Regions from separate parts of the Mus musculus genome. Here all the other regions are linked to region 5. The links are chromatin contacts, called in public ChIA-PET, Hi-C, HiChIP or PLAC-seq and promoter capture Hi-C maps. All regions are on one chromosome and are shown on one strand. The core of a region is the stretch at or near the end of the contact, and the rest is flanking DNA. Distances in the headings are between cores, read along the strand shown. Region 1 overlaps Eif4g3 (eukaryotic translation initiation factor 4 gamma, 3). Region 2 holds the start of Zbtb40 (zinc finger and BTB domain containing 40). Region 3 holds the start of Hp1bp3 (heterochromatin protein 1, binding protein 3). Region 4 holds the start of Kif17 (kinesin family member 17). Region 5 holds the start of Usp48 (ubiquitin specific peptidase 48).

The links. Promoter capture Hi-C pulls out the DNA fragments that hold promoters and counts their contacts. Hi-C and Micro-C count contacts between places; a contact is called where the count stands out from the background. ChIA-PET counts read pairs in DNA pulled down with a chosen protein or histone mark. HiChIP or PLAC-seq counts read pairs in DNA pulled down with a chosen protein or histone mark.
Region 1: a promoter capture Hi-C map of liver shows a contact between it and region 5, with 4 times the contacts expected there. The contact joins the enhancer-like site here to the promoter of Usp48 in region 5. A contact is called at or near these places in 2 of 39 promoter capture datasets (the C10 cell line and liver) and 1 of 9 other capture datasets (adipose tissue).
Region 2: a Hi-C map of B cells shows a contact between it and region 5, with 13 read pairs. The contact joins the promoter of Zbtb40 here to the promoter of Usp48 in region 5. A contact is called at or near these places in 2 of 39 promoter capture datasets (the C10 cell line and neural stem cells), 2 of 484 Hi-C or Micro-C datasets (B cells and Th1 cells), 4 of 115 datasets of contacts at active chromatin or transcription factors (astrocytes, bone marrow-derived macrophages, large pre-B cells and 1 more) and 1 of 9 other capture datasets (adipose tissue).
Region 3: an RNA polymerase II ChIA-PET map of memory CD8 T cells shows a contact between it and region 5, with 57 read pairs. The contact joins the promoter of Hp1bp3 here to the promoter of Usp48 in region 5. A contact is called at or near these places in 3 of 39 promoter capture datasets (the 3T3-L1 cell line, the C10 cell line and liver), 1 of 484 Hi-C or Micro-C datasets (erythroblasts), 7 of 115 datasets of contacts at active chromatin or transcription factors (astrocytes, cardiomyocytes, embryonic limb bud and 4 more) and 2 of 9 other capture datasets (adipose tissue and liver).
Region 4: a contact with region 5 is called in an H3K27ac HiChIP or PLAC-seq map of epiblast stem cells, with 3 times the contacts expected there. The contact joins the promoter of Kif17 here to the promoter of Usp48 in region 5. A contact is called at or near these places in 1 of 39 promoter capture datasets (liver), 3 of 115 datasets of contacts at active chromatin or transcription factors (embryonic midbrain, epiblast stem cells and extraembryonic endoderm stem cells) and 1 of 9 other capture datasets (adipose tissue).

What each region holds. Positions count from the first base shown.
Region 1 is chr4:138,118,512-138,123,308 of GRCm38.p6, reverse strand. Eif4g3 (eukaryotic translation initiation factor 4 gamma, 3) reads right to left here. Exons shown (of 35, transcript NM_172703.3): 11 at 2,855-2,963. Among named protein-coding and RNA genes, the nearest start is that of 1700095J12Rik, 18 kb to the left of the region's middle. Within about 2 kb of position 3,363, at least 14 of the 459 cell types and tissues checked have an H3K27ac peak or open chromatin away from gene starts, as enhancers often do.
Region 2 is chr4:137,045,182-137,050,381 of GRCm38.p6, reverse strand. Zbtb40 (zinc finger and BTB domain containing 40) reads left to right here and starts at 1,687. Exons shown (of 19, transcript NM_198248.1): 1 at 1,687-1,736.
Region 3 is chr4:138,214,659-138,219,486 of GRCm38.p6, reverse strand. It overlaps Hp1bp3 (heterochromatin protein 1, binding protein 3), which reads right to left and starts at 2,875. Exons shown (of 13, transcript NM_010470.3): 1 at 2,747-2,875.
Region 4 is chr4:138,259,899-138,265,177 of GRCm38.p6, reverse strand. Kif17 (kinesin family member 17) reads right to left here and starts at 2,927. Exons shown (of 15, transcript NM_010623.4): 1 at 2,445-2,927. The coding sequence starts at 2,675. Sh2d5 (SH2 domain containing 5) reads right to left here. Exons shown (of 10, transcript NM_001099631.1): 10 at 4,210-5,279.
Region 5 is chr4:137,592,582-137,598,058 of GRCm38.p6, reverse strand. It overlaps Usp48 (ubiquitin specific peptidase 48), which reads right to left and starts at 3,887. Exons shown (of 27, transcript NM_001355588.1): 1 at 3,543-3,887. The coding sequence starts at 3,676.

The sequences.
Region 1 (4,797 bases), core at 2,114-4,613, 530 kb before region 5:
GGCTGGGGTGCATTAGTGGGTGAAACTTGCCTGGCAGGAGTGACACCCAGGATTCCATCCTTAACACCACAGGAGTTGGGAGAGGTGATACACATCTCCAATTTAAGAACCGCAAGAGATGGCAGAAAATCATGAGTTCAAAGTCATCCTGAGCGACAGATGGGGCCAGAGGCCAGCCTGGGCTTCGGGAGGCCACACTTCAAACCCCGAACAAAAGCCCACCTAGTCTAAAAATCACTTCACATATTGGCAATCTATGAGAACCCCCAAGAAAATCCTCGATGTGACGACGACTTCAGTCACAAAGGGCTGCCCATTGGCGCTCTCAAATGTACTCAAAACACAGTACTCAAAACACAGTACTCTCAAGACAGTCTAAAACATTTGCTAATCCATCCACACCTGTATAGCAGCCTGAAAATTTGTTTTGTTAACTCAAATTTATAAGACATGAAAACAGCTAAGGGGATTATAGAATTTTCCATTTTCCCTTCCTGAAAATATATATAGACCTAAAAGTGTCAAAATAGAAATATTTCATATTTTTAAAATTTGAGCAGTCTTCTTCCTAAAACAACTTCAAATAGTGTTGTCAGGCTGGTCTGAACCCTTATTACCTACTATGATATGGATGTTTTTATAACGAAGCCTCGTTGTGGAAGCAGTATGCAAAGAAGATGTATTCAATAGAGTTGTACAGATACACTCAATATGCCCGACTGGATTACATCTGTACAAAAGTGCACTAAAATTTTAAGGAAAATCTACTAAAGATTATTCGTCACTATGAGTAAAATCATACAAGAATGTTTGCTTCAAGTGTCTTACTGCTGGGCATAGCAGCGCCGCTACAATACTAAAGGCAGGAGGGTCACAACCCTGAGCTCAGTGCTGGGTACATAGCGAGTTCCCAAACGACTTGAGCTTCAAAACCAGATCCTGTTTCAAGCTTTTCTTTTTGAAAGTGCTTTAATCACTGGAGAGAAAAAGCAGTTTCCCCAAACCTACCTCACCCTCTGCAAGGCCAAGGCTCTGGTACCTAGAACTCAGCACTGAGCACACATAAACCTTCTACATGTCTGACTGCTGCAGAGGTGACAGTCATTAAAAAAAAAAAGCCGGGGGGGCTGGTGAGATGGCTCAGTGGGTAAGAGCACCCGACTGCTCTTCCGAAGGTCCGGAGTTCAAATCCCAGCAACCACATGGTGGCTCACAACCATCTGTAACAAGATCTGACGCCCTCTTCTGGAGTGTCTGAAGACAGCTACAGTGTACTTACATATAATAAATAAATAAATCTTAAAAAAAAAAAAAAAAAAAAAAAAGCCGGGGGCTGGTGAGATGGCTCAGTGGGTAAGAGCACCCGACTGCTCTTCCAAAGGTCCCGAGTTCAAATCCCAGCAACCACATGGTGGCTCACAACCATCCGTAACGAGATCTGACTCCCTCTTCTGGAGTGTCTGAAGACAGCTACAGTGTACTTACATATAATAAATAAATAAATTTAAAATAATAATAATAATAAAAAAAAAGGCCAGCTAAGAGTTTTTTATCTTTTGGTTTAAAATTATCTTATAAAGGTTTAATGCTACTGTCAATACTCAATGGAGAGGGAGGGTCTGGTATTTCACAGTAGCTCATGGGAAAACTGAAATCAGCAGGTGTGGAGGCTCCTATCTGTAATCTCAGCTCTCAGGAGGCTGAAGAATTAGAGGCCAGCTCACGCTACATACAAGGTCCAGGCCACCCTAAGCTACAGTATTCAGACTTTGTTTAAACAAATCCACCAACCAACAAACAAGCTTTTCAAAAAGCTTGAATGTAATTAACTTGTGTGAAACCAAACCCTTTGAAAAAGTAAAAAAACATAAAAAAGGAATCATGCTAAAATTAAGAGCATTTGCTCAAATACTTCTATTTTAAGGACCATTCCCAGTATCAGCAATAACATTTAAAAAGTTCTAGGACAGCCAGGGCTGCACAGAGAAATTCAGTCTAGAAATACAAAACAACAACAACCATAAAAAACCCCAACTTCAACCAACACCCCCAAAAGCTAGCTGTAGTAGACCTGATGAATGGAGACCTCAAAGAGCATACAATGGTGATGCCCACTGGGGAGCGAAGCCAGAAGCAGAGGACAGCAGCCGCCTGTGCCTGCTCCCTTTTCCTACTGAGCACTGGACACAAGCTCCACAAAGGCAAAGTGAAATCCATCAGTCAGGAAAGGAAAGACCACTTCTCACTTTTAAGCTTTTTCCTCCAAAAGGCATCGTATTTGCTTTCGATAAGCGCCTGGGAGCTTGTGCCCTGCTCAGTAGCAGAAGCCTGGACACTGTTCCTGCATCAGCAATGATGGAGGAACAGCTGTCATTTACACGTGGGTGGGAGAGTCCTCCCAAGACCCCTGGTTCTGGTAGAAGAAACTGCAAGGCCCAGGTGGGGGCCCCAGCAGGACATCACAGCCAAGGCCCCTGTCTGCTTCCAGAGCTCTCTTCAGCTCCTTGTTCTGAGGTCTGGTGCCTCAGGCTTATAGGAAACATGTTATCTCCTCTGAGAAATAGCAACTACCCCATAAAATGGTGAAAATACACCTGTGCTGCTCTTGTAAATCAATATATAGAGAGATATGCTTTGATCACTCTCCTCAAGCTAAGTGTTTCCTCACACATAGACAACAACAGCAAGGCAGGTACAATGTAAGACCCTTCCCCTCCCTTCCTACAAGCTCACTTTCTACCTTAGATTTGCTACAGAGCAGTCAGAGCAACCCTCGGGTGTCTGATGGGACACCGTGAGCAATGTCATTATACAAGAGACTAAAGATAGAGGGAGGAAACAGTCATACACAAACCTTGCTTCTGGTCGCTAGCTGCAGTGACAGGGGTGCTGGCAGCAAGATGAGCGCTCTCCACAGTCCCATATACCACAGGGCTGTGCTCAGGGACCTGGCTGGGCAGCTGCTGGGATTTGAAGTACAAAAAAGGGTGATAATGAGCACGCGAACATAAAAACTAGCAACATGGAAGCCAAGCAAGGAGGGGAGGCAGAGGGGGCGAGAGGTCACAAAATTAAAAGAAAAGTGGGGTGGGGGTGTATATAGGGCAATTGAATAAAAACAGGGGAGAGGAGGACAGAGGCAGCGGGGAGGGAGGAGAAGAGATGATTACTATTAACCACGGCAGAGAAGACAGCACAAGCACCCACACAACCACTCCAGTGACCCTTCCTGGCTCGAGCTCCACTACAGCAGTCATGGCTGCCACAGCGGGACAGGACTCAACATCGTCCCAGACTGGCTAAAAGTTCTGTCAGCTCTCCTTGTAAAATCCTCAGCAAAGCACTTCATCTGCCTGCAGAGGGCAGACCAGGCATATAAGCGTTTGTCATCCAGTGACTGACTGAACCAAGCCTGTGGAGAGGCCCTGATGGCTGCCACAGCCGCTGAGCTCTCCGATGGACTGCAACGTGCAAAGTAGCTGAGGTCCCTGCCACCTTCACTATGGAGCCAGCGCCGTGGAAACTTTGAAGAATCTGAAAAGCAAGTCAAAGCTCTGGCTTCTCACAACAGGAGAAACTCCCATTTTATACTTGGCCATTCTCTGGTACTAAAAAATGCCTGCTAAACCTGGAGTAAGCAGGCTGAGGAAACTAGAGCCATTGTGCAACTTAGAGCAAACAGCAACACAAGGAAGGATAGGCGCTCCAGGCAGGTGCACAGTTAGACAAAAGCCACAGAAGAAAGCAGTGTCTCCCGAGGGCGAAGGCCCATTTTGGTATCCTATACTGAATTCTACAGAAACTGCCATAGAAACCTTTCCTACTACAGGCAGGGAGGGAGCAGTGCAGGATGGTTAAGATAGGGGCTACTTAACGGGTAGGGCTAGCAAAAAATACTTTCAGTTACGTGTCTTAAACTTCTTAAAGTACAATTAGTTAGGCGTACTTTAATCCCAGGACTAGGACGACAGAGGCAGGTGGATCTCGGAGTTTGAAACCAACCTGGTCTACAGACTGAGTTCCAGGGCTGCAAAAAGAAATCCTGTCTTGTGTAGAAAAAGTGGAACTATAAATGTGAAAGATCACTTATAATAGATAATAAATAACACTGCTTTCTAGGGTGTGCAAGATGTAATTTATACACAGCTGTATGTGCAGGGAGAAAAATATCATGAGAAAGGAAATAATGCCACAACTTTGCAAATGTATTACACCATCAAACTGCTCACACTACACAATTATTTCTCGATAATGGCTACTAAGATCAGAGTAAAGATAAAGTCGCTATTTTTATTTTGAACCACAGAGAAAGAAATGGCAACTGTCACAATTATCCTGAGTCCCTGAGTTTCTGGGGAAACACATATTAAATAGAAAATTAGGAAGGCCTCAGAGTCCAAATTTAAAATGTTGATTCTGTTCAATTCTATGGGCCAAAGAGAGATAAAAAGGAAAAGAATCCAAGTTATTTAGTGTTTTAATAAACATTTAACTACACACAGAAGAAAACTTTGTATGCTTTGTTTATTAAAGAAAATACCACGGACTGCAGCTTCTCAGAAGGTCAGGTGAGGACCCTTCTTCTTAATACCTGGGTTGACAAGTATCACATAAACGGCTTAGGGTGGTAAGCAGCTACTCAGACAGACCCATGAATCTCTAAATACCAAAAGTCCATCTAAAATGCCTTAAAACCATATGAAAGAAATAACTACTATTCACTTGTTTGCTACAAGCTCTTTCTGTAGTGCCCAGCTAGCTTTGAAGACATGCCCTCAAACAGTCTACAAGTCTCAG
Region 2 (5,200 bases), core at 438-2,937, 550 kb after region 5:
GGGGGGGAGGGGCTCCTGCTATAAGTGGGGGATCAGTCCTCCCAACAGCCATAGGTGAAAGTCTAGAGGCTACGGAAATGATAAATCTGATGCTGATGGTGATCTGTGTGGGTAACAGTGGCCAGGTGACCGTGCACCTGGTAGGGCCCTATCAGATACTGGTTTGACTGTGGCAAGAAGGTAGTGGCCGAGTGCTGACAAACCACCGACAGGGAACATGGTGTGGCACCTTGTCAGCTTGACACAACCTAGAATCTCCTGGGAAGCGTCTCCCTAGGGGATTGTCTACATTGGTTTGGTCCCTGTGTGTGTGTGTGTGTGGGGGTATCTTGAGTAAACCAATGTCAGAATACTCAGTCCACTGTGGGTGGCCCCATTCCCCAGGCAAGGAGTCTTGAACTGTGCCTGCAATCCAACTGGGCACAAGCAAGAACATGCATGCATTCACTTCTCTCTGCTCTATGGATGTGGTGTGATTAGTGGTTTGAAGTCTTTGTCTTGCCTTGACTTCTCCAAGGTGGTGGACTAACCTGCAATTGTAAGCTGAAAAAAATCTTTCCCCCCTTGGTCCTCCTCCTTCTTCCTGGTCTTATTATGTAGCTCTGGGTGTCCTGAAACTACACACACACACACACACACACACACACACACACACACACACACACACACATCAAGGTAGCCTCACAATTCAGAGATCTGCCTGCCTCTGCCTCCAAAGCACCAGGATTAAAAGATGGGTCACTAAGCCTGACTCATTAGACTTTTTTTTGGGGGGGGAGGGGGTTCAGGATATTTTATCACAACAAAAATTAACTAGAACAGCTGCCCAGAGTGCTCTAATGACCCAGAGTGTTCTAATTATTTATCTTCAGCAGTAGCTGCAAACTGCAGTCACAGTATTAGATGACAGAAATTTGAGTGACAGCTCTGCTCCATAGGTTCGGTTTCTGTTTTAAAGGTATTGCATCAAGTCGAGCTGACAGCGACAGTGCTGGGGACGACTGAATATTGTCATTGCCCATGGAACAGCTGTAATCACATTGGGAGCTAGACATAGCAACGAGAAGCCTGGATCTCGGACAAATGGGTCTCCATGTGATGCAGGGACAGCTCTCATGACCAGTGCCAATGGGGCTCATGTTAACTGGATCCGATTCACATCCATTTGACTGCCAGGACACTGGACTCGGGGTTCATAACCAGCGTGTGGTGCTATAGGTTAAAACGTGAGAGGATAATGGCAAAAGAAACCCCGTGTACACCCATACCAAGCCCAGTCCAGAAATCAGTCTCGTTCTCGCCCTGCACATGACTGTTTGTTACAAAAGAAGGAAAGAAATCTTTGTCGTCTCTTCGCAGCAAACCTCAGAAGTGGCTAGGTAAGGGATGGATCATGCTATGGAACATGCTAAGGAAACATCTCCCAAGGTACTGTGAGGCGAAGGTCAAAGGTCAAGAGCAGACCAGGTTCCAAACTTGGAAGCCTGCCATTGGTAGAAAGCGTGCACGTGATGCAGGGACAGCCTTCTCGCGAGACCGTCCCCCAGCACGTGACTACGGCGTGCGCACATCCGGGCTACGGCCCTCGGCGTTTTCCCCGGCCCCAAGATGGCTGCCTTTTGGCGTCTCCAGCGCTGTTGAATGGAGAAAGCTTTATTGTTCCCTTCGGGCAGGAGTGTTCGTGTCCTCAATGGCGCTGTCAATAAAGAACGGCAGTTTGAATCGGTGCTGAGCAGGTAACCATAGAAACGGCGCTGGGACTCTGCGCGGAGACCCCTGTCGCGGCGGAGGCTCCCGAGACTCCCTGAGTGAGGGGCGCCCCAGGACCCCTGGGGGACGCAGGGGATGCGCGGAGCGAGCTCCGCCTGGCTCGCGTCGGTCACAGCCGCCGCCGTCCGCTGTCCTCGGGACGTGGCCCCCGGGAACAGCCCTCACTTCGGGCGCAGCCTAGGTTGTTGCGTCCCGTGGAAGGACGCGGGACACTGCCTGGCATCTGCGGCCCTCACTCCCCGGCTCCCGGGCTGTGCTGCGGACGCCCCGGCCCAGAGGGCTCCCTCCCATCTCTGCTCTCAGCTTTTGTTTATCCGCTGTAAAACAGTTGCGGGGAAATAGAAGTCGTGGGAAATAAAACTTCAGCTCCCAGCAGTGAAGTTGCACGGAGACGCAGCTATGGTCGTTTTTTGTTTTCTTTTTAACGGGTTGTCCGGCCGCTCGCCTGCCGCGGGGCGGGGGAGTGCGCGCAGTTGCCCCGGCTGCTTTTCGGCTTTGATGGAAAGGTCCATAAAGCCAGAGTCATTTCTCTCCGGCGCTTTACAGAAGTTTGCCAATCCTGGCCCGAGGCACAGTTGACACGATATGTGACTAGCTTCCATGATGCCGTCAAGCTAGTGGTCTCTCATTCCTTACAAAGCTATCACCCGCCCAGTGTGTGCAATTGGCCATCTATTTTATGTCTCTACGTAGCTTTGCAGTGTATTTTCCCTGCACAAAACGTGAAGTGTGATTAGGGTGTGCTAGCTTATAGGGCTGGCAATGTGAGGCTGTCGCTGGGAAATCCCCCTTGTATGATAGCCTAGGTCACATTACCTCAAACTGTAAGTTTTCTCCCTCTGGGAGTGCTCTTCCTTGGAATTGTATCCAAATCTTGGTGTGGGTTATAGCTGTTTAAGCAATCAATGTAGGGTTAGGGTTAGGAAGTGCAAATTTTCAGTGCTTGGCATAAATTATGCTCAATGTAGACATGGTTCTTCGGTGACAGGTTCCCATTCTGTCTTGTGCTTGTTTTGACACAGACCTCATGTAGCCCAGGCTGGCCTGGAAATAAATAAATATACGTATATGTATTTGTGTGTGTGTATATGTATACACACATATTATATATATACATATATATATATATATATATATATATATATATATATATATATATAGGCTGGCCTGGAAATAAATACATATACATATATGTATTTGTGTGTGTGTGTATATGTATATGTGTGTGTATATGTATGTATATATATGTATATATATATATATATGTATATGTATATATATATAGGCTGGCCTGGAAATAAATACATATACATATATGTATTTGTGTGTGTATATATACACATTTATGTATATATGTGTATATACACATGTATATACGTATGTGTATACATATATATGTATATGTACGTGTGTGTGTGTGTGTGTATATATATATATGTATATATATATATACACACACACATATCTCCAGTTGGTTGGTCTAGAGCTCCTGCTCCTCCAGTCTTCCTCCCAAGTGCTGAGGTTACAGGCGTGTGCCTCTTGCCAAGCTCCATCACCCAATTTTTTTTTTTTTCTTTCGAGACAGGGTTTCTCTGTGTATCCCTGGCTGTCCTGGAACTCACTTTGTAGACCAGGCTGGCCTCGAACTCAGAAATCCACCTGCCACTGCCTCCCGAGTGCTGGGATTAAAAGTGTGCGCCACCACGCCCAGCTATCCATGACCCATTTAACAGTTATTTTGGTTTTTTTTGTTTTTTACACCTATGCTTGCATGAGTTTAATCAGTTGTTCAGGTGCTTCTACTATGTGCAGGTATGATTCCTAGAAATGTGTTATTACACAAGAGGACCACGACTTTTGCCTCTTTGTGGAATTTAAATTCTTCAAAGGGCTTCGGTAATGTATAGGTGCACAGAAATAATTCTCCTTCTTTAAAAAAAAAAAAAAAAAAAAAAGGCCTGCTGTGCAGCCCAGGCTCACCTTTAACTTGAGATCTTCTTGCCTCAGCCTCCAAATGCTGGAATTACAGTTGTACATCACCCTGCCTGTCTGGCAAGAATGAATAATTTCAGATACCTATCTCATAGCATCCTAGCAATTAAATAAGTAGCTAACGCTCACTGAGCAATTTCTTTGTGCCAGGTACTGGCACTAAGGCTTAATATGAACTGTCAGCCTGTGACACAGATAGTGTTAGGATTAACATTTTACCCAGGGGGAGATGGCTGGTGTTACATGGTTTATGCATAGGGAGTGTGGAGCCGCAATAAACAGATCATGCCCTGCTGTGTTCCGTCTGTTGTCTTTCCTGCAAGCTTGTGAGGTCCACAAGAGTCATGCCACACCTTGATCTTGTGGCCTCAGCTACTAGCCAATGCCACAGCTTCATGTATCCATAGGTTCGTAAATATACACATTTTTGAGGATTCATTAAACAAATACCCGGGAATTTGTTTCACACCAAGAGCTCAGAGCTGGGTGGCTTGGTGCATCCCAGAGTGCTTTTGTTTGCTCTTACAGTCTGGACAGTGCGGCTTCCAAAACAACAACAACAACAACAACAACAAAAATCCTAATAGTTCAAGTTTTCTTTTTGGGGTGGGGGTCTTCTTGGTCATGAACTGGTAAAGCAACCTATCCTCCTGCCTCAGTGTGGAGTGCTGGGATACAGTGTGTTTGCTGGTAATTAAATCTGTTTGGAAATGCCCAAATTTGGTCCCAGATGTATTAAATAACAGTACAAATCCAGATGTTACTAGCAAAATGAGGGGTGTCAGGATAGGCGTCGGTTTTCTATCTTTTTTTTTTAGGGGGAGGAGACAGAGTTTTACTAGTGTTTAAATAGAGAACAGCTTTCTCAAGTGGAATTTAATTGTTCTTCTAAGCTATTTAAAAATTAAATTAATTGTGTGTGTGTGTGTGAGAGAGAGAAAGAGAGAGAGACACACACAGACAGAGACAGAGACAGAGACAGAGAGAGACAGAGACGGGGGAAGGAGGAGGCTGGGAGAGAGGAGAGTGTAGCCGGTCAGTGTGGGAGCCTGACTGCAGCAGTGTGACTGAGAAGGAAGAACAGCTTACAGGGCTTGCTTCTCCCCTATGTTGTGCCACCGTGAGAGGCTGAGCTCAGATGACAGGCTTGGCAGCGGGTACCCTTAATCCACTGAGCCATCTCATCAACCCAGAATTTCGTTTTTAAAACCAAGCTAGACAATTGTCTACACAGAAAGTTTTTAATCGTTTTAGTGTTTTAAGCTTGGAGTGTGTGTGTTCCTCAGTCGGAGACACCTGAATTTTGAGGGGTGTCGGGAATGGAACCCAGGCCTGCACCACACCAAGCAAGTGCTCTGTGCCTGAGCTACACCTTTGGCACCAATATCTGCATTTTCTTAGGGATTTCTGGGGAAATGCTGCATGCTGCCTACAGGGT
Region 3 (4,828 bases), core at 1,626-4,125, 620 kb before region 5:
AGAACCTCCTTCTCAAGGTTGTCTTCTGACTTCAGCACAAGCCCCACACTCCCCATCCCAAGTCAATGCACGTAATAGAAAACACCTAGAGTTATTTAGGGAAAATATTTTTTAAAATGTCGGCCTCACTTCTGAATTTCTTTACTAAAACCACAGAACGCCAACCCATAGTATTTTTTTGTCCTTCTGTAATAGGCTTTGTGGGTTGTTAAGCTCACTTTTTGTTTGAAACATAAGAGTTTCACATGTAATGTAGTCCTGGCTGTCCAGGAAATATGTAGATAAGGCTGTCCTCAAACTCACAGAGATACACATGCCTCTGCCTCCCAAGTGCTGGAATTAAAGTCGTGTGCCACTATGCCCAGCTTAAATTCACTTCTCATTAACAGCTAACAGCATGGATGGGTAGCCAGGACTGCCTTAACACTGTCAGTGTACCTTGTAACAGAACTTTTTGTTCCAACCGTTGACTCTGAATGATAAGACCTTTTAGACAGCTGTATTAGCTCCCTGGCCGGGATATTTTTTGCAGGGATGGGAGTCAAGGGGGATCTTAATAGCCCAGGTTAGCCCACCTCCCCAGTGCTGGCATTACAGCTGCACACCACTCTGGAAGTGGATAGGTCATTTTTTTCTACTGAGTCACAGATACAAAACTGGGTGCCTAAAAGATAACAGGGTCAGAATGAGAGTTCAACAAATATTTGCTAAAGAATGAAAATGGTTCTTTAACCTGGCTTCATATGGTGTGGAAACCAAACTATATTTCCACTTAGGGTTTATCAAGTTCTCCTGTGGCCACAAATTTTGGGTTCTTTTTATTGAATGCGTAAATAGTAACATGACTTACTTTTGACAAAGGAGATGCCTAAATTGTTTTAATACAGGCAGTAAAAACTTGCAGAAGTAGAAAGCCCAATTCCATGGTGGTAGTTTATGCCATTAGAAAAGGCAGCCGGTCTGGGGCTACGGCATGTATTTCAAATTACTGCGTCAGCATTTTTAGCAAGAGTGTCACCATAAACTCCATGTAATATGCATCCTTTCTAATGTCACTAACAGACCAGTAAATCCCTCACACAGCTCCCAGGCTTTTCCTCACTCAGATAAAACATCGTGATTGCTAGCGACTTTCCCATTTCATTAAGTAGCATGTAGTGATATCTATCACGGCCAGGGATAGAGGCCGATCAAACACACAGCTCCACAGGGCTCCAGTTTAGACTTGCATCTGCACAGGCCTCAGTAACTTCCTAGTCAGCGTCCAGGGGTCCACCTCCTAAGTAAGTATGAAAGCTAGGGCTAAGAACCTCAATCTTAACCCTACTACATGTGTACTCTCCGGTGTCAGTTCACAGTAGCACCCCCTGCACTCACACACAGGAGGCTGAGGCAGGAGGAGCACAGAGTCCCAAGGAAGCATTAGGGAGACCACCTCAAAAACAAAATTTGAGAGCAGCTTTGAACAAATCACTCTGAAACTGAAAGCTCGTGGCAGCCTTATATGGCCTATGCTGAAGATAAAATTGAAGATAAAATAAAAATTAAAAACTTCAAACGATTTCCTAATAGCTTCTAGGCCCTTCTGGCTAAGATCAAATGCAGAATGACTCTCTAGACACATTTCACGTCTAAGATGCTTGCGTATGAGGTCCAGGTCTAATAAGACTCGTTCTCCAAAGCAACGGGCAGTCGGAGAAGGGCAGTAAAGCAGCCTGGGGGAGAAGTCATGAGCACTTCTGGCTGTGAAGGAGGGTTTAGCTCAAGGGCGTTAAGGAAAACTGCCTGCTTAAGTCTGGATCGACTCGGGCCTAGGCTTAAGACGGCTGCCACTGACAATCCTGCGCCGGCCTGGGGAGCGCGGCGGAGGCCGGGGGAGGTGTAGGCTCGCGGGGGACACAGAAGCGCAAGGCCGTCGGGGTAGCGGCGGCGGCGACAGCAGCGAAGCGACAGCGCCCAGAGGCTGAGCATCGCCCGGAGGAGCAGCGAAGACAAAGGCGGGAGCGAGCGGCTGCGCGACAGAGAGCCGTGGCGGTGACAGCGCAGGGCTAGCGGGAGTGGGGAGTAAGATGGGCGCGGGACTGCTGAGGGCGGCGGCGGAGGTACCGCGCAGAGACCACGCCGCGCTCCTGGCTGCGGGGACCCGGCGGCGACCAGCGGCGACCGGCGTGGCCTCAGCTCTGCACACTCACCACTGGGGACTCCGTAATGGCGGCCACGGCGGCGGCGGGGGCGGAGAAGCCGGGAGGGCGGGCCCGCCGCAGCCACTCACTAGTGCCGGCATCTTTCGAACCGGGCTTGAAGACAAGTTGACAGTAGGCCGAGGGGAGGAGGGCGCGGCGGAAGTCGGGCCACAGGCCTCGGAGCATGCGCAAGCCCGCAGCCAATAGGGCTCCGCGGCGCACGCCGGAGCATGCGCACTGAGACAAGCACGGAGGGGGGGTGGGCCCGACCCGAGAAGAGCTGCCCCTCCTCCCCAAGTCCAAACAAAACAAGGGCGGGAGCGCGCGCCGCGGGGCCCGAGTGGCCCGCGCGCCAGGGGCAGGGGCCGGGTGGCGGGCGCGACGCGAGAGGGCGCAGCGGCCGCGGCGGACGGACAAAAGCCGCCGGCCTTCGGTGCCCGCGTCCCGCCTCTTGCGCCCGGGCAGCGGCGTCAGCGCCCAGGCCGGTGGCCCTCCGCTACTCACTCGCGCACGGAGCTCGCGCCCACTCCCTGCGCGCCGGGTCCGGGTCCATCCCGCGTTACCTCTGAGCTCCGGCGCCCGCGTTCCCGTACGGCCTCTCGGCGTTGCCGCGGACCACCGATCGCCGACTCGCGACACCGCTGTCCTCCAGGCCGGGCACCGAGCTCTGCCGCCCCGCCCCCCTGCCCGCGGCCTCACGCGCGCGCCCCCGCGCCGGCCCCGCCCCCGCGCGCGCCCGCCAAGTGGGTCCCCGGGCGGGCGCGCAGGGGCGCGACAGGGCGCTCGTGGGGGAGGTGGGGGGGAACGGCGGACGACGGGAGGCAGAGCGTGGCTGGGAGCGCTAGCTTCCTGGCTGCGTCCTGCGTGCTCGGCGCAGTCTCTGTCTCCGACCCCGAGTCCTTCGGGTTTGGGGTTCCAGCCTCCCTTTAGCCCTGGAAGACGGTGCTAGACAACAACAGCCACTTCCTGAGTCCACAGGGAATTGGCAGTGTAGTGAGCAAGGACTGGTCATACACGGCCTGGAAGATGCGTGAGCCGGGCTGCCCCCAGCTTCTTGATTTGCATGCACAGACAGCTTCCCCACCCCCAGCACCCAAAAGAAACCACGGAATTAGAAGGGAGTCGCCTTTTATTTGGCACTTTACGTTGAGATCTGCCTATTCATGTAATGTGCACACCACCGCCTTTGAAAATTGTAGTTCTTGGGGCTGAAGAAGTAGTTTAGTTGTTAGTATGTGTCTAGTCTGAAGAAAGCCCTGGGTGCCATCGCCAGCACCTAGAGCCCAGTGTGATGACGCAGACTCAATAGGTGGCATCAAGAGGATCGAAATTTCAAGGCCATTTTGGGTAGGTAACCAACCTGAGGCCAGCTTGGAATGCACGAGAGCCTGTGTAAAGAAGGAAAAGGAAATGAAGGATTGCAGGTGTAGTTCTTCAAAGCCACTTTGGAAAAATTCAATGTACCTCAAGTAGCCGGAGTCTTGTGGGTATCGGCCTGGTACATGCATGGCACCGCAACTGCAGGTCAATCAAAGCGCTTATTACGGAAACCAATTAGACACACTTTCAGTCCTCTCCACCTGCCAGAGTGGCTGAAACTCCAAGGGTTCTAAGAAGATTAAATAAATCACCCCACCAAAAATTCCTCCCTGGTGAGCGTCTGTACTAGTGACATCACCCATTCCCCTGAACACTGGGATCATGGGCAATCTCTTCAAAGGGATTTATGGGGAGGATCTGAGAGGATTTGGAGAGGAGGGGACCTGATCAAGTATGTCATATGAAAAAAAAATTAAATATTAAAAAGGGATTTTGGTCTTTTTGAAGAATTCTGTTTTAAAACCATCTTTTAATTTTTTATATGTGTGTGTACCTGTTTGTATGTGTTCCGGGTGTGTGCAGATGTCTAAGGATTGTCTGCACTCCTGGGAATTGAGTTAGTAGGTTGTAAGCTGTCTGATGTGGGTGCTGGGAACCAAACCGAGATCCTCTACAAGAGCAAGGGACCTCAGCCACGGAGACACCTGTCCCCATCCCACTTTTATGTATTGGCATAATTGGGAACTTGCTACATTTGGTGTGTGTCCTTGTTTGAGACAGGATCTCTCTATGTAGTTTTGCCTGTTGACATTTCATCTAGGCTATGTCCCACAGTTACCTGGCAATAGCCAGGTGTGTCTAACTCACTAAAAAAGGCGCTTCTTTGCCCCCTCCTCGATCTCTTGCTCTTGCTCTGACCTCTCACCCCTTGCCCCTCCCTCTCCACATGGTCATAACCTGCCCCCCCCTCTTTCTCTGCCTTCCAACTCCCCTCCCCATGCCCTGAATAAACCCTATTCTATACACTACATCCATCTATGGCTGGTCTCTCAGGGGGAAGGGATGCCTCAGCATGGGCCCACAGAGACACCCCCTTATCTCACATTATACCTGGCCTCTATCAAACATATCCCTGGTTTCTCTATTTTTATAAAATACAACATTGCCTGGCCTGGAGCTTACTATGTAGATCAGAGTGGCCTCAAAGTCACATTTTTAAGTCCTACCTCATGCAAGATGAGCCCAATAAGAATTGAGAGACATACAGAGTTTTGCCTAAGATTTAAGAACAAACAAACAAACAAACAACTCTTATGTAGAAGAAA
Region 4 (5,279 bases), core at 1,678-4,177, 670 kb before region 5:
TCTAAGGGGAAATAAAGATTTCAACAAATACCCTGGGGCAGGGGGTGGGTCACATGTGGAACAGGTCCCCAGTGTCCACTGCTTGGCCACTCACTGTGGACTGCCATCCCTTCCTGTCTTATTGAGTTATGAAACTTATTAGTGGGTTTCTATGAAATCGACTCCCACTCTGCGTGCATGTGTGTGTTGTGTCTGTGTCTGTGTGTGCGTGTGCGTACAGAGATCAAACCTAAAGCACAGGCTAGGCAAGGGCTGCTTGTTGGGGGCTGGGGGGTCGGACAAGGCAGGAGGGGATGGGAGTCAGTCAAGGGTGGGTGTGGAGAAGAAAGCCCAAGGACAGTTGAAAAGCTTAGTCAGGGACAGGAGATGAGGAACAGAGAGGGACAGAAGAGGACAGGGAAAGGCAGAATGTGACATTTGAAGTGCAGGGACAGCACTGGATAGGGTCCTGGACAGAAGGCCCAAGCTACCGACCAGAAAACCTTGGGAAACACCAGAGCGAGCAGGCCTGTGAGTTATCCAGCCATTGGTCTCAATGCTACATCTGCTCCTGGCTCAAGCAGCCAGAGCTGTGATCTGTATGCACTTCCCACACGTCCCTCTCATGTCCTCCTCAGGCCTCAGTCAGCTCTCTGACAAGAATGACTCCAGTTCTTTCAGTGAAGACCAAACGCTGCACGCTACATGCTACACACTACATGCTACATGCCCGCCTCTCCCCTATAGCCTTGCACCTTCCTGCCTGGCCTCCTCCTGCTGGGCTCATTTTACACTTGATCCCCTCTGTTCTCCCTTCCATCCCTTCCAAGGTTTGCCGGCCTCCCCATGCTGTCCCTCCCCCACTTGCCACCAAAGATTGCTAACTTAGCATAGCTGAACTCAACTCTGACCTTGAGCTTAGTGAGGGCAAGTCATATCTCCTTCACATCCCCTCCTGTGCTGAGTCTGGGGCTCAGAGTGGAGATGCTAATGTTTCGTCTCACAGAGGGGTGAATGGATTAATGAATGGATGGATGTCAAATCTGTAGTCTGGGGAGTGTCCAGAGATAGGTCTGCACAGTGGGACTCGGAAGTGGAAGAGAGATCCAAGAGGTCTGTCACTGTGCCCTTAGTGTCTTCCTCTCTGGGTAGGCCTTGTCCAGACACTGCATAATCCACAAGAAGAGAACAGAGGCCTCACCCTGAGCAAGGCTGACAGCCCTAGACAGAAGCAAGGCTGAGGAGGAACACACGTTCAAATAGTCAAGGTGTCATCTCTAGATAGAGGGAGGCGAGTGCTCTGCAGGGTCCCTGGGACAGAAGTAGGACTGAAAGCTCCCAGGAGGCCTGAGTGCGTGGGACACTCTGGAGACCAAGAAACAAAAATGGAACAGGCTGCTTCCAGGGCACGAGCTACAGCCACTTAAGACATGCAAGCAAGGGCGAGGCCTTTACTCGATGGAGATTCAAACACCCGAGAAGCAAGAGGGACTGAATCAGATGAAATCTCTGATTCCTTCTAGCCTAAAAATCAGGTCAACAGGATGATAGCGGAGCTACCCTCAGAGCCTTGGACTGCTCCCTTGGGGCAGCTGTTCCTTGCCTTCTGAGTATTCAGAGGGCACCACCTCTGGTCAAGTGCTCTGTGGTCTACATTATCAGTCAGAAAGCCTTTGGAGTGGGGTCAGAGTTCAGCAAAGCAGAGATGCATGCTTGACCCTAAGTTCTAAGGATGCGTCTCTATTCCTGGCTCAGCACCACACAGGCTGGAGGCTTTGAAACACATCTCAATAGGCAGGAGAGGCAGAAGAGATGAAAGAGCCTGCCAGTCAAAATAGAAAGCATCCGTGTTAAATATTTTGGGATTTCTTTGCATAAGGGTTTCTCCAAACCTCAGATACTGGAGCACATGGAAGCACCACACTGTTTCTTTCTTGGAAAGACAAGTGTTTTCTCTACTACTCAAACGAGAAGAGTTCAAACATGAGGATTTTGCTTGTGGGGTTGAAATGGGGGCAAGTGTGAACAGAGGAGAGAAGACTCCTGGGACGCTTAGGAGGGAAGGAGGCTGAGGAAAATGGCTGGAGCTTTCAGGATCCTACAGGTCTGGAATGAGGACAGAGGACCAGGAGTCTAGAGTCTTTGGTAATGGGGCTGCAAGCGATGCGGGTTAGGACAAGCAGGGACGCTGAGCAGTCCTGGGTCTGAAGTTCTGCAGAAAAAGCTGCAAAGGACGGGCATGTACCAGCTGGGGTGCTGGGTTCAGCTGGGAGGTTGCCACCACACTGGGGGCAGGTCCCCGGTGGATACAGTCAGGACAAGCCTTCAGACTAACCTGCCGCTATCTACCTGTGCCCGGAGCCTTCTCGCTTGGCTTTTGGGGTAGGGGCTGGGTTAACCCACCTATCCTGTCTCCACTTTCCGGGAGCCCCGAGCCTGGCCCTTCAGTCTCGGGACGCCCTCACCTCCACCAGCGGGTAGGCGATCTCGTTGTAGATCTGCTCGGTGAAGTGTTCTATGTAGTAGGCGCCATCGAAGGTGAACTGCTTTGGGGGTTCGTCCGCCGCTCCCGGGTTCTGAATGAAGCATTGGCCGCGCGCACTGTCCACCGTCACCACCGACTGGCAGCTCAGCTCGCGCTCGCGCTTGTTCATGGGTCGGCAGCGCACGACCACTTTCACTGACTCCGAGGCCATGGCTGCCCGGGGGCGTGGCCCGGTCCAGGGGGTGGAGCCAGAGCCCGCGCGGGGCGGGGCCTGGCGGCGGGGGCGGGGCCGCACCAGGGGGCCGGGACTCCCCGCGGGGCGCACTGGGTGTGGCAGGGGCTCGGCGGACAAGTGTGCGGGCTGGAACCCGGGCCGCCGCCTCCCGCGCCCGGGCTCGCCCGTCCCTGAGGCCGGGCCCGGGCGGGGAACGGGGGATCCGCGCTGCAGGCGCCGCCGCACGACCCGAGCCCCGGAGCTGGCCGGGTCACGCTCGCGCTCGTGCACGCCGTCTCGGCGTTCGCCGTTGCTGGGCAACCTCCGTGACGTCACAGGACGGAATGGCGAGTGCGAGGGAGAGCCCGGGTGCAGGGGATGCACCAGGCCGTAGGAACTACCCTATCCCATCCTCTGCTCTGTCTCACAGGCATCGCAGCTCCAGCCCAGTGAGGTTCAGCAACCCCGCAGAGGTAGGCAGGGTAAGACTTGGAGCCCACATCTGACTCCACTTCCCTTAGGGGTTACAGACTGAGAGGGACAGTCTGAGAGTGACAAGGACTTCACTGCCCCCTATCCACAGCCCTAAGAATTCATATTTTTAAAAGACGGGAAAACTGGGCCAGCAAGATAGCTCAGACAGTGAAAGGTGCTTGCTGCCATGCCTACATGGTCCCAGTCAATGCCCGGGACCCCACAAGGTGGAAGGACTCTTGTAAGCAGGTTCACACGCATAAATAAATATATTTGAAAAAAAAATTAAAAAGACAAAAAAAATTTAGGAGTTAATCTTTCTGTTGGAAAGGCCACACAGACTAACCTCCTGACCCAGTCTGTGCCACCAACCACCAAATTGCAGTGCTCCCATGAGTTCCTAGGCACAGAAACACCATCAGTCATTTGACAGGCTCTGGGAAGACAGCCTCTTGCAGTCTAGTAGGGGAAACTAACATTCGCATCTTCTCATACACACACACACACACACACACACACACACACACACACACACACATGCACCAAAGAATGACTACAAATGAGCCATTTCTGTGGGTCACCTTTAAAAGGATCCTCTGTTGGCTGGGGGGGCGACAGGAAAAGTATCTTGGATATAACTGGAGCTGAAGTTTGGTTTAGGCAGATGTGGGCTGTACAAAGCACCTACTACACTTTGCTGAGACGGTAAACAGATCAGAGTCTGAATTTTAATAAATTACATGTGTGTGCTCACGCGTGTGTGTGCATTTGTATGGATGCATGGATGTGCACCCAGTGTGGCGGTCAGAGGACAACTTACAGGATATGGGTCTCTCCTTCCACCACGTGGGACCAAGGGAACAAACTCAGTTTAGCAGGTTTGACAAAATGCACTGAGCCAGCTCACAGACCCATCTACTTTTTTCTCAAAGGCCCTCCCACGAAACCTCATCTCCTAATCCCTTCAGACCTCTCTGGACCCTGGTGGCCAGGACCTCGGTCCTATGCCAGCTGCAGTCATGTTTGACAGACAAAAGCAAAACAGGAAAACGACTTCTGCAGTCGACTGAAGAATGGGGTTTATTTGTCTCAAAGTGCACACAAGAGAGCCGTGGTGGTGGTCTGCATAGACACAGAGCCATGGCTTGTAAGTAAGACACTGTCTGAACACATGGGCTCCAGACTGCGTCATTTGTACCATGCGATCAATAAATGCTTTGGAAGAAAAATGTCAAAGGGCATGGGGGAAGGCTGGTGGTCCCTTGGATGTGCGGAGGTTCTCCTGGTATTGTACACATTGGAGATTCACACTACGAACATACCCTCTTGGAGGTGAGCCCTGGCCTAGAGTCTGGGCCAAAGTAGCTACCAAATTTCCTTGGGTGTAACTCTGCGGTTGGACACGGGATGGATATGCTAATCTCTCTGCTCCCATGGCAACCAGGCCCTACTCAGGAGTAGGCATGCAAGTGGCCATGGCATGGAAGGGAGGTGAACTCTTGTGAAAGAGTTCCACAGGCGCCTTTCTCTCCATCCCTCACAAGATGCCTCACTTGAAAGTGAAAGAAATGGCAATGCACTTACTGAGCTGAGGTCTTATCCCAGTGTCGGGGAGAGGCGGGGCGGAGGTTGGGGGGAGGGAGACAGGGATGTTGGAAGCACCCAGCCTGGGTTGTCATCTTTCTCCCCAGTTTGTCCCCTCTCTGTTCAATAGAGGCCACTTCCTTCCCAAGGGATCCAAAACCCAAAACCTGCGGCTTCCACTGAAACATGTGGTATTCAAGGCACTAAATGAAGACATCCCTGCTCCCTGCCTGCCCCTCTGCTTCCAAAGGTAATCCATCTTGTTCTTGTTCTTGTTCTTGTTGTTGATTTTTTATTTTTTGAGTCAGGGTTTCTTAGAGTAGCGTTGGCTGTCCTGGAATTTGCTCTGTAGATCACGCTGGCCTCAAACTCATAGAGATCTGCCTGCCTCTGCCTTCTAACCATTGGGATTAAAGACGTGCACCACCACCACCTAAGAAGTCTGTACTTTTGGGTGGATTCATATATTCTTCGGAGTTGACTTAAGGGACGCTTGAATTTGTCATTCCCTGGCTGGGCCGATGCCTTCCTCTAGAATCTGTC
Region 5 (5,477 bases), core at 2,638-5,137:
CAGGGCAGCCTAATCTACCGAGCAAGTTCAAGGGCAGCCAAGACCACACAGAGAAACCCTGTCTCAAAAAGCCCAAAACAACAAAAGCAAACAAACAAAAAAATCCTACATTTTGTCTCACAAATTAATTCATTTGTTAATTTAGAAAAGGCTGAGGCACAAGAATCTCAAGGTCAATGTGGGCTGCACAAGGAGACTGTGTCTCAGAACACAAAAACTAAAACTCCCAACAACAGGCTGTGGCCTAGGGTTAGGGACACTTTCACATGTGTCCCTCAGCAGTCTGGAAGAAGGAAAGTCTACACTGGCTTTGCAGCACAAAAGTTCCTAGACTAATAATGACGTGGTCCAGTGGTGCTGGTCTTTAATCCTAACACTGGAGAGGCAGGTGGATCTCTGAATTCAAGGCTAGCCTGGTCTACACATCAAGTTCCAGGCCGACCAGGGATGATGCATACATAGTGAGAAGAGAAGTTCATACCAAAAGTGGGCTGTAAGGCGGCCTGCTGGAGAGGCAAAGGGAGAATCACTCTAAATGCAAGGACAGTTTAAGCCAAGGTCTAAAAACCCACACAAAAGAGGCCAGCAGGACGCATCGAGCCCACCAGGTAGGAGTGAAAATTCCAAGTACTGACCTTTACCTACCCACCCAGCCAGGCACACCCAGGAATCTGGAATATTTAGCTCCATAGCTCTTAACCCTGCTTTTCAAAACAGTTTCAGAAATGCAAACAGTCCTGGAGGCAGGGTGTGGTGGCATGCTCCCAAGGGAGGCAGAGGCAGGCAGATCCACCTGGTCTAGGTAATGAGGCCCTCTCTTCCCTCCTCCACCATACCCCCCCCAAAAGAGGGAGAGAGTGGGGTGGGTTTGAGGGTGTCTAGTATACAGCAGCCCCTGGGTACTAACCCCAGCACTTAGCAGACACAATATAGACTCAGGAAGGAGGCAGGAGGAACAGACACTCAGGGTCATTGTTGGCCACAGAGACTAACATTAGCTCTATGAAGCCCTGTCTCCAAAACAAAACCCTAAAAATAATTTCTCTAAGGAAAATATATGAACAAGCCAGGCATTGTGGCGCACACCTTTACTGTCAGCACTCAGGAGGCAGAGGCAAGCAGATCTCTGAGTTTGAAGACAGCCTATCTAGAGTCCAAGACTACCAGGGTTTGTTATACGGAGAAATCCTGTCTCAAACCAAACCAAAAAAAAAAACAAAAAACAAAAAAAAAAAAAAGGAAGAGGAGGATATTCCACAGTTAACATCAGGGAAAGGGAAATGTAATCAAAACCACAATAAAACAGACAAATTTAAAAATGTAATAAATTAAAATTACAATCTTCCTATACTGCCTGTGAAACATGTTAAGGGAAAAAAATACTGCTCAAACTGTTAAAGACAATTGCCACATGACCCAACAATTCCCTTCCCAACACACATGTGTTCATGAGAGCAATTTATAAGAAGCAAAAAGAAACAATCTACAATCTACAGTCCATCAACTGAAAGATGGTGCTGTGCGTGGCGGCGGCAACTGCCTTTAATCCAAGCATTCAAAAGACAGAGAGACTACAGTGGGGGGGGGGGGGGCTGAAGTTTTTAATCACAGCACTTGGGAGCCAAAGGCAGGTGAGTTAAAGCTAGCCTGGTCTACAGAGTCAGCCAGGGCTACAGAGAGAAACCCTGTCTCAAAAAACAAAATGGATGGGTGGATAGATGGATAAAGTTACATGAACTATGACAGATATATGCATGCAATTCATCCCACAGCTTAAGAGACAGAGGCAGGCATTTCTCTATGAGTTTGAGGTCAACCTAGTCTACAGAGTAGGTTCCAGAACTGTTATACAGAGAAACCCTGTCTCCAACAAAGAAAATAGAAAGAGAGAAAAGAAAAAACAATGGCTAATGTGAACCCGAAAAGATTCTCAACTCAGTTACTAGATAAATGCAAACCAACAAGAAAAGGGGACTGAGAGGGTATCTGTGTACTAGAATACTGGCCTCTATCATCTACAGGATTCTGGATCTATTCAGAGTAGGAGGCAATAAACACACAGACGCCAAATACTACTTCATACCCACTAGAACAGGCTGGGAGTGTAGCTCATACAACACCCGTAGGGTTTGCACAGGGCTCTGGGTTAGAGCTGCAGCACCAACAGAACAATGAATGGCACATGTCTATGGTCCCATGACTCTCATGTTTGAGCACCTACTAGCTCGAAGGACTGTAAGTCCCAGGTAAACACGGGCTAAATCCTCAAACATACAAAACACCAGAGTCCCCAGCTCTACAAAAACAAATTGAAAAAAATTGAAAAAGAAAGAAAGAAAAAAGGATATTGGCAATTGTACAGTATCAAAACAGATCATTTGTGTGTGTGTGTGTGTGTGTGTGTGTGTGTGTGTGCACTAATGCTCAGGTGCCCACTGTGTCTGGAAGAAGGCTTTGCACATGCTCTGGAGCTGGAGTTACAGGTGGTTATCAAGCACCTGGTGTGGGTTCTCAGAACAAATGGTACTGTGATCCTTTGAAGAGAAGCCTGAGCCCTCTTTACTAATTAGCCATCTTTCCAGCCCCAGACTTAACTCTGTCTTTTATATCCCCTGTGCGGGTAATTGAACCAAGGGACTCAAGCATAAAACCACCACTCTACTCTCAAGCTAAACCACCAGCACTGTAACTATACACTTCAAATGAGTGCCTCGGTAAAGCTGTTTCAATTCCACACTATACAAATTGATGCCGTTCCAGAACTTCGAGGAGTCTTAATGTCCTTGTGAGCAGACACCTAGAGTTTAGAAAGATGCACCCGCTTTACTTTTGAAAACTTCCTAACTTACATTATATCTCAAATGAGGCACAGCTCTGAAGCCAGGAACCAAGGCTTCCACGTCTTCCACTTTTCCCTACACGCCCGATGACACGGAGCTATGGAGCATGCCTCGGTTTATCAATTCGATTGAACACAGGCCGGTGCAGGCTACGAGGTGGGGATAAGAAAACCACTCTACGCAAAAAAAGATCAGAACCAAGGGCCACGAAGGGGGAGCAGAATTTAAACAGCTAAAAACACTTTACTCTGCAAAGTGGTGTGGAGTTAGGGTGACCAAAAGAAAACACCTATAGGTCAAAGAGAGCCAGCCAATGAGAGCGGGGGACCGATGACGTAGGTTAACCAAAGGGTTTTCTAAACCTGCTCTCTGCAAGTGATACTTAGGTGATCAGGCCTTCTCAGCGTGCAATGACAGGAGATACAATGTCGACGAAGTTCGCTGTCGGCAAGTTCCCCTTTTACAAGCGAAAAGCGCACAGCTATGCCCAAGATCAAACAACACTCCAGCGTTACTTACTAAGCCCTATCTCCAACTATCTCCACCGCCATCTTCAGGATGCGAGCCCAGCAGCCGCATCACTTCGGGGGCTGCGTAGCTCCCGGGTCGTGCAAACTGAAAGGAGATGCAGTAACACCGTGCATCGCCCTGGTTCCCGGTCCCCCGTCCCCCGATCCCGCCTCGGCCACGCGAGGACCTCACCTGCACACGCCTCGGATACAAGGCTCCAGCCAGATGCGGTAGGCGGTCTCGATGTGCTCCTGCGACACCTCCTCGGGCCGCACCGTCTCCGCCCAGCGCCAGGCCGCCTTCTCCAGCTGCAGCCGCGGAGCCATAGCCTTGACCGAGGTAGCACTCGCCGAGCCCGGTGGCCTCCGGCGCCGCCTCCGTCTCCGCCCGAATGGGCACGGGCCCCTGCCAGCCGAAAGAACCCAGCGCTGCCCTCAGACAGGAGAGCAGTCAATCACCTGCGCGCGCCACGGCCGCCGCGCCCGCCCGCCCGCGCCCAGCTCGCACGACCAGCCGCAAAGCGCCGCCGCCGCCGCCGATACCCGACAGACCCCGCGCCTGCGGACGTTGGAGGCGTACGCCCTGCCGCAGTCTGCGCATGCGTGCTCCCAGGAGTCCCTGCGCCGAAAGCCCATGTAATCCGACTGGCGGAAGAAAGCCAAGCGTCTGCCCAAAGGCGACTCGCCACGTCTTTTTTCCGCCATGGTGAAGGCAGCTAGCTACGCTTCAGCCTCCGTCGTCTACTCCGACGAGCGAGAGCTTGCCCTTGCTTTCCACACTTCCCCTGTTACTGTGACAAAGTTACACCATAGAGTACTCAACGCACACCATAGGGCCACCGGGACTGTGAGTGGGACCTGATAATAGCAGAAACCGAGGCAGCCGGAACGCCACAGTCGGATCGAGGATTTCACTTGAGCCTGGGCGAGTTCCGGCTCCTTGCCCGTGCTTTCTGACGTCACGAGGCGTTATGTGGTTTGCGGATGCTACAACGGGACTACATATCCCAGCGTGCAATGCGCTCTGCCACTCGCGGAGCGCGAGGCATCCTGGGGTTTGTAGTCTTCGAAGTGATAGGCTCAGTCTTTGAGTTGCAGGTTGTTTAGAAGCATACACAGGTCTGGGACGTGTTCTTTGCTGTAGGCTGTTGACCAGAGGGTCAACACTTTGACGTCTTAATTCGTTATGGAGTGTACACCCTAGCTCCCTGCTGTGATATTATTTCCTTTTTGCAACTACTTCCCCTTAGACCTAAAAAAGGCTAAACTGAATCACAGCGTTTTGTAACAGAAAAGAGCTATTACAGCTAAAGAGAGAAAATTCCAGGACTTTAAATATGTAAAAGCCCTGTGGGAATTCAAGGACTAATTCCTCCCTTATCTACTCCTCAACCCACCCCACCAGCCCCCAAGTAACCTTGAACTGAAGTCAAGATTTACTGAAGCAAGATTTGGTCCTTTGGTTGAATTTAGGCTGAAAATAAAAAACACAAAAATCTTCTAAGTCAGGACACACACACATACACCTCCTTTCTTAAAGAATTCCTACACCAGTTGGTTGGTGGTGGCACACACTTTTAATCTCAGGAGGCAGAGACAGGTAGATCTCTGAGTTAGTGGGCCAACCTTGTCTACAGAGTGAGTTCCAGGACAGCCAGGGCCACACAGAGAAACCTCGTCTCCTGGAAGGAAAAAAAAAAAAAGTCAAACAAATAAACACTGAATTCCTATACCACTGGTTAACAGTTGAACACTGTTGTGGGGCCCACCTTTAATCCCAGTACTCTGGTGGTGAAGGGTAGAGCCTTGCAAATTTAGTGAGTTTCTTTTTTTGTTGTTTGTTTGTTTTGTGGGGCCCACCTTTAATCCCAGTACTCTGGTGGTGAAGGGTAGAGCCTTGCTAATTTAGTGAGTTTCTTTTTTTGTTGTTTGTTTGTTTGTTTGTTTGTTTGTTTTTTGGAGACAGGGTTTCTCTGTATAGCCCTAGCTGTCCTGGAACTCACTTTGTTGACCAGGCCGGCCTTGATCTCAGAAATCCACCTGCCTCTGCCTCCCCAGTGATGGGATTAAAGGCGTGCGCCACCACGCCCAGCGAGTTTAGTGAGTTTCATGACAGCCAGAGCTACAT